Linked DNA regions of Ovis aries: region 2 is linked to region 1. Evidence: chromatin contacts called from public Hi-C data. All regions are on one chromosome and are shown on one strand. The core of a region is the stretch at or near the end of the contact, and the rest is flanking DNA. Distances in the headings are between cores, read along the strand shown.

Region 1 (3,438 bases), core at 552-3,051:
CTTCCACATATGCTTTCATCATATAATTTAATACTATTACATAAGAGCATAAAAGTTACTCACGATGGACACAGGTAGACTTTGCTTATACTTAAATATGTTTTCAAAAAGTTGCGCAAATAAAATCCTATCTCAAAAACAGTAACAGCAGTTAAGGAGGCTGTCATTTATTAAAATAATACAGAGACAAAAAAATCCTCTGTAATCTTTTCACAGGGTAAGTTGCCCTTTGGGTTTATGTTTTGGAAGTTTGCATGATCCTAAACATTTTTCCTAAGCAAACATGGCCATTGGAAGCCAAGCTGAATAAATTTAGAAAGAAAAGTTAGAACGCTTTTTCACCTGTAGGAAATAAAAGCAGTCTTCGGGCAATGAATTTCCCACTCTTTTTATTATATTCATCAATAGAGAGATGAATGCTTAAGTGAAGAGACTTTATTATGGCCATAAAAGTGATCGATTTCCAGATTAAAAAAAGAAACACATTAAATATATTCAAAATCTTTGCCCTGTAATTATTTTGTTTGCTGTTGTTTGGTCGCAAAGTCCTGTCCGATTCTTTTACGACTGCAAATTATTTTGTACTACCTGTATTTCCCGAAGAGGAATAAGGAACAAGAAACCTTTCTCTCCAATAAAAAGAATGAACAAAGCTGTTCCGTAAATTTGGAGAAACTTTGGAACTTAGAATTTTCGGTAAAGTCCTGTCTTTATGTCCACTGCTGCTGCTAAGTCACTTCAGTCATGTCCGACTCTGTGCGACCCCAGAGACGGCAGCTCACCAGGCTCCCCCGTCCCTGGGATTCTGCAGGCAAGAACACTGGAGTGGGTTGTCATTTCCTTCTCCAATGCATGAAAGTGAAAAGTGAAAGTGAAGTCGCTCAGTCGTGGCCGACCCTTAGCGACCCCATGGACTGCAGCCCACCAGGCTCCTTCGTCCATGGGATTTTCCAGGCAAGAGTAGAGTAGTGGAGTGGGTTGTCACTGCCTTCTCCACTTTATGCCCACATAGGATACTAAAATACCTAATCCCATTCAACAATCACAGAACACTGGGTGGCTGGAGTTAAATAATACAAGAAACGTTTAAAAAACAAAACAAAACAAAAAAAAAGAAAGGAAAGAAAACAAAAACCAACTGAAAGCCCATGAGCAAGAGAAACCCCAAGCAAGGACATGGGATTTTAGGACTGAAAACTCCCAAACTTGATAAAACCTCTGGGCTTCCAGAAAGAACTGAAACACCAAAGGGGAGATCAGGAGACTCAAGTGGGCAGTAGCGGAGGTGAGGCGGAAAGCCTAGCAGCGTCGCGGCTCCCACGACGCTACCTGAACTCCGGACCCCACGAAAGGAGACCGAGGGCAGAGCCGCCGCCCCCAGGCGCGGGGCTCCGAGGGCGGCACCGGCGGCTGCTCCCGCCCTTCAGCTCCGCACACACGAGGCAGAGGCGGTGCCCGGCGGCCCCAGTGATGCAGCGAGCTCGGCGGGAACAGACGCTCGGCGCGAGAGCAAGAGGGAATGCCCCAAGTTGAGGCTGGGAAGAGAGTGAAGGGTGTGGAGGGCAGGGGCATCCAAAAGCGGAGAAAGGGGCCTCGCTCTCACCCTTGTCGCACGCCAGCAAGAAAAGCTTCTCATTCAAGGTGTTCTCCTCCTTCACCTCCCGCACATCCTTCAGCGCCATCACCTCGTTTGGCGACGAAGAGGAAGATGGGGAAGAAGGCAGGGAGGAGGAGGAGGCGCCCGAGAGGTCCGTGCTCGGGTACAGGGCCGCCATCATCGCGGCCCATGAAGGGGGCAGGCCAGGGGACGGGGGCGGGGCCCCCGCCAGCCCCGACCCCGATCCCAGTCCCGCCCCCCGGCTGGAAAAGGGATGAGTCGTTCCCACGGCCGCCTCGGCTCGAGGCCCGTTGGCCCCGAAGGGCGTCGCCTCCCCACGGAGCCAGCACTCGCCTTCCACTGACAGCCCCAGACTGGTGGCAGCGCATGCGCGGCCCCGGGGCCAGCGCCCCCTCCCCAGCCGCCGGCGCCCAGGCCGAGAGGGTCCGCGCCCGTCCGGGGACGACAGGGAGGCGCGCGCCAGGGCGGCAGCCGAGCGCGGGGCCGTGCCAGGAGCCGCAAGGGCCGCGCGGAGGGCGGCCCGGCCAGAGAGGACGACGAAAATCGGTGGGAGAGGAGCTCCGAGAGGAGATTCTACACGCGCCGGGCTCCAGGGCCCTGGGAATCATCGGCCGAGCAGTGCCCGGAGGAGACGTTCGCGGCTCTCCTCACGTCATCTTCCGCTCAGCGCTAGCGACGACGACGGAGTGGGCTCGGCGGTGGGTGGGGCCTGCGACGGAGGCGGGGTCTGCGAACACCCCGCCCTCTACCCCTTGCGCTGCCCCCCTGGAAGGCATCCTTGCAGCCTAGGAAAAGGAGAACGGTCGGCTTCACCCTCTCGACACCCGGGTTGCAAGTTTGAGGTAATTTCCCTCGCGATCTCTGGGTGCATACATGTAAACATGTGGCGGGGTGCTTCGTTGAGCCTCTGACGACTTAACGCTGAGTGGAAACCCTTAGTGGAATTGTCGAATATTCCTTTGTCCTCTGGCTAAAGCAAAAAGGACAGGACCCTTACCACGCCACTACACCTGTTTGTGTGCAATTATACTGGGCTAGCTACCCTCGTTTCTAAAACTGTACTTTTTAAAAAACTAGTTTGTGATATAAAATTTGCATGACATCTCTGGTGTCATTTGCCTGTAACCATTGGATAAGCACATCATTAGGATCTTATCTACCTCACAGTCCTTCCAGTGGTTTCTTGTTCATCTTCACATTTATTATTATAACTCAGATTTTAGAAGATGAGTGTTAATTAAGCAAAAGCTAACTGAATGCAGTAAGTGCTACTTCCTTGAATATTTTTTAAAAAGTTAAGCTTGATTTAAAGCATATTTTTGCACCTCTAAGAACTGCGGCAGGGGGTCTGAAAATTGTATCCCGAATCGTTTTCATTGCTTTCCACAGCCAACTATGCAAAAATCTAAATTGTGCCCTTAGTGCTTGGGTTTTTAAGGCAATATATAAATTTACCTGAGTATCATATATTCGAGAGAAATACTTCCTGTTCTTTTCAGGTTGACTTGCTGATCCCTGTCCTGCCAACACTAACTCCTAAGTTTCCTAAATATATCTTCCTCATTATGCAAAGTCCTCTTTCCATCATCTCTGAGATCTTTAGCAGACTAGACTCCCCACCTTTCCAAACATTTTCATCTGTTTACTTCAAAATAGTTATCTATTGAATCATGTTACCTTTTCCTCTCTTATCCCTCAGTTCAGTTCAGTCACTCAGTCGTGTCCAACTCTTTGCGACCCCATGAATCCCAGCCTGCCAGGTCTCCCTGTCCATCACCAACTCCTGGAATTTACTCAAACTCACGTCCATCGAGTCAGTG
Region 2 (3,438 bases), core at 445-2,944, 150 kb after region 1:
TCCAGAGCTCAACAGCATACGGGAATGCTTAACAGGGGTGGTGATCAGGGACACGCTTCCTTGGTGCTGCCTTGATGATGTTGTCCACACGCAGAATCACCTCTGCTGCTTCAGCTGCACTTAAAAGAACTTGTCGCTTCACTTGGAAACTTTCTGTTATACCCAGTATTGACATATCTCCAATGGTACCTTCCTTCATATCCAGTCCAGCAGTTGTTTTGCCTTCACTATGGGCGGCTCGGAGCTGTGCCACCAGGTCTGCACTGTCATAGCCCGCATTGTCAGCTATGATAGTTGGCAACATTCTCAGTGCTTTAGCGTAAGACTCCATTGCAACAGCTTCTTTGCCTGGTGTTCTATTGGCAAGCTGTGTCACGACATGAGCCATCAGCATCTCAGAACAGCCTCCTCCATAAACTGTTCTAGAATCTTTCACAGTTTGGGCAAGAACACAAAGAGCATCATGCAAAGATCTTTCTGCTTCATCTAAAATTTGCTGAGTGGCACCACGCAGAACAATGGTGCAAGCCTCACCAAGGGCTACCCCGGAAAAGTGAATGAGTTTGTCTTCTCCAATCATGACTTCCTCAATAAGTTTGCAACTTCCAAGCTTCACTAGTTCTGGATGGTCAAAGGTAGAGGCAATTTCACCACCTGTAACAAGAGCGAGGCGTTCCACGCCTGCAAAATCTGCATGCTCAATAGCCATAACACCAGCAGCACCAAAGAGTTGTTCAGGGTAATTATAAATTAGTTGCCTGTTAATAAAGCAATTTATCCCATGCTTAAGAATACGTTCAACTTTCTCCTTCATTTTTTCCTTTTCTGCATGTTCTATTTCAGCAACCTTTGCTGTAGAATCAACTCTCACCCGGGAACCAAATATCTTAATTTTGTCTGTATCCATACCAGTATTTGCAATAAGGATTTTAGCATTTTCAATTCGTTTCGGTTGATTTACACCAATTTTTTTATCCAACAGAAAGCCTTCATCTAAATAGGAATCTGCCAGACTTCCTCCTAGCTTTTTGATGACATGAATTGCCTCCAGGTTACCAGAGCCTTTTAGTCTGAGAACAGCTTCCACAGCTAACTTAGTAAAGTGGTCTTTATGATGAGTAAGAAGTTTTGAGGATAGTGTTGTTCCTGCAATGTTCATTAAATCTTGACGGAACTTAACTTCATCGGAACCATGGTCCACTGCAGAATTCAATAGAGCCTGTCTTGCTGCCTTTGTGGCTTCTCTCCAACCCTCAATAATGGTCTGTGGATGTATCTTTTTTGCAATTAAGGATTCTGCTTCCCTTAGCAATTCTGCTGCGAGAACAGTAACAGACGTAGTGCCATCACCAACTTCATCATCTTGAACCCTTGACATATCAACTAAAACTTTAGCAGCTGGGTTGTCCACACCAATGTTTTTTAAAATAGTTGCACCATCATTGGTTACCATAAGAGATGCATCTCGTCCACTGCTTAACAGAATTTTGTCCATGCCCTTGGGTCCCAACGTGCTCTTTACCAAGTCTCCAATAGCAATGGCACCAATAAAAGAAGACAGGCGAGCTGTCTCTGCTTTCTCTTCATCAGCTCCAGCCTTGAAGATATTAACAGGTGCAAGGGAAAGGGACGCCATGGTTCCGAGGAGTTCGCACACACGCTATCCCCTCACAGCTCGCGCCCGTGACCGGAGGGGACAAAGTCTGTTTTAAAATGGTATGTAGTGATTTAATATTGTTATGTATCTCTTTGCAATTTGCTTTTTTTCACTTATCATCTTCAGAATTCATACTTCACTTTACCTAAGAAATGGTATTCTTGAATAAAGTTGTATATACAGTACACATTAGAAAAAGAAGTTGTATATACAATATACAATGGAATATTATTCAGCCATAAAAAGGAATGAAATAGAGTCAGTTGTAGTGAGGTGGATGAACCTAGAGTCTGTCACACAGAACAAAGTCAGAAAGAGAAAAACAAATACCATATATTATGTATATGGTAGAAAAATGGTACTGATGAACATATTTGCAGGGCAGGAATAGAGATGCAGACATGTCATGAAGAAATAAGTCAGGATGGAGGAGAAAAGAATAAGTTTAAGTGTGCTAGTCTATATGAAGCTCTCAGATGACATTTCAGCTTGAAAGAAGTCAAGACAAGTCAATTCAGTCACGTCTGACTCTTTGCAACCCCATGAACTGCAGCATGCCAGGCCTCCCTGTCCATCACCAACTCCTGGGGTCCACTCAAATCCATGTCCATTGAGTCGGTGATGCTATCCAACCTTCTCATCCTCTGTCATCCCCTTCTCCTCCTGCCCTCAATTTTTCCCGGCATCAGGGTCTTTTCAAGTGAGTTAGCTCTTTGCATCAGGTGGCCAAAGGATTGGAGTTTCAGCTTCAACATCAGTCCTTCCAGTGAACACCCAGGACTGATCTCCTTTAGGACGGACTGGTTGGATCTCCTTGCAGTCCAAGGGACTCTCAAGAGTCTTCTCCAACACCACAGTTCAAAAGCATCAATTCTTCGGTGCTCAGCTTTCTTTATAGTCCAACTCTCACATCCATACATGACCACTGGAAAAACCATAGCCTTGACTAGATGGGCCTTTGTTGATAAAATAATGTCTCTGCTTTTTAATATACTGTCTGCTGCTGCTGCTGCTGCTAAGTCATTTCAGTCATGTCCGATTCTGTGTTGCCCCATAGACGGCAGCCCACCAGACTCCCCCGTCCCTGGGATTCTCCAGGCAAGAACACTGGAGTGGGTTGCCATTTCCTCTCCAATGCGTGAAGGTGAAAAGTGAAAGTGAAGCCACTCAGTCGTGTCCGACTCCCAGCGACCCCATGGACTGCAGCCCACCAGACTCCCCCGTCCATGGGATTTTCCAGGCAAGAGTACTGGAGTGGGGTGCCATTGCCTTCTGCGAATATGCTGTCTAGGTTGGTCATAATTTTCCTTCCAAGGAGTAAGTGTCTTTTAATTTTATGGCTGCAATCACCATCTGCAGTGATTTTGGAGCCCAGAAAAATAAAGTCAGCCACTGTTTCCACTGTTTCCCCATCTATTTGCCATGAAGTGATGGGACCGGATGCCATGATCTTCGTTTTCTGAATGTTGAGCTTTAAGCCAACTTTTTCACTCTCCTCTTTCACTTTCATCAGAGGCTCTTTAGTTCTTCTTCACTTTCTGCCATAAGGGTGGTGTCATCTGTATATCTGAGGTTATTGATATTTCTCTCGGCAATCTTGATTCCAGCTTTTGTTTCCTCCAGCCCAGCGTTTCTCATGATGTACTCTGCATAGAAGTTAAATAAGCAGGGTGACAAAGGGTGCAACAAATGCAAAAAATCCCTGAGGCAGGACTGTATTTGGCTGTTACTCCATCACTTTGAGTTTTTTTGTTTAAAGATACTGTATAATGATTATTCTC

The links. Hi-C and Micro-C count contacts between places; a contact is called where the count stands out from the background.
Region 2: a contact with region 1 is called in a Hi-C map of liver, with 2.5 times the contacts expected there. The contact joins the promoter of LOC105601893 here to the promoter of TRPC1 in region 1. A contact is called at or near these places in 3 of 16 Hi-C or Micro-C datasets (hypothalamus, liver and mixed tissues).

Annotation. Positions count from the first base shown.
Region 1 is chr1:246,920,572-246,924,009 of ARS-UI_Ramb_v3.0, forward strand. TRPC1 (transient receptor potential cation channel subfamily C member 1) reads right to left here and starts at 1,802. Exons shown (of 7, transcript XM_060405618.1): 1 at 1,604-1,802. The coding sequence starts at 1,778.
Region 2 is chr1:247,068,783-247,072,220 of ARS-UI_Ramb_v3.0, forward strand. LOC105601893 (T-complex protein 1 subunit beta-like) reads right to left here and starts at 1,695. Exons shown (of 1, transcript XM_042236021.1): 1 at 1-1,695. The coding sequence starts at 1,636. The coding sequence ends at 29.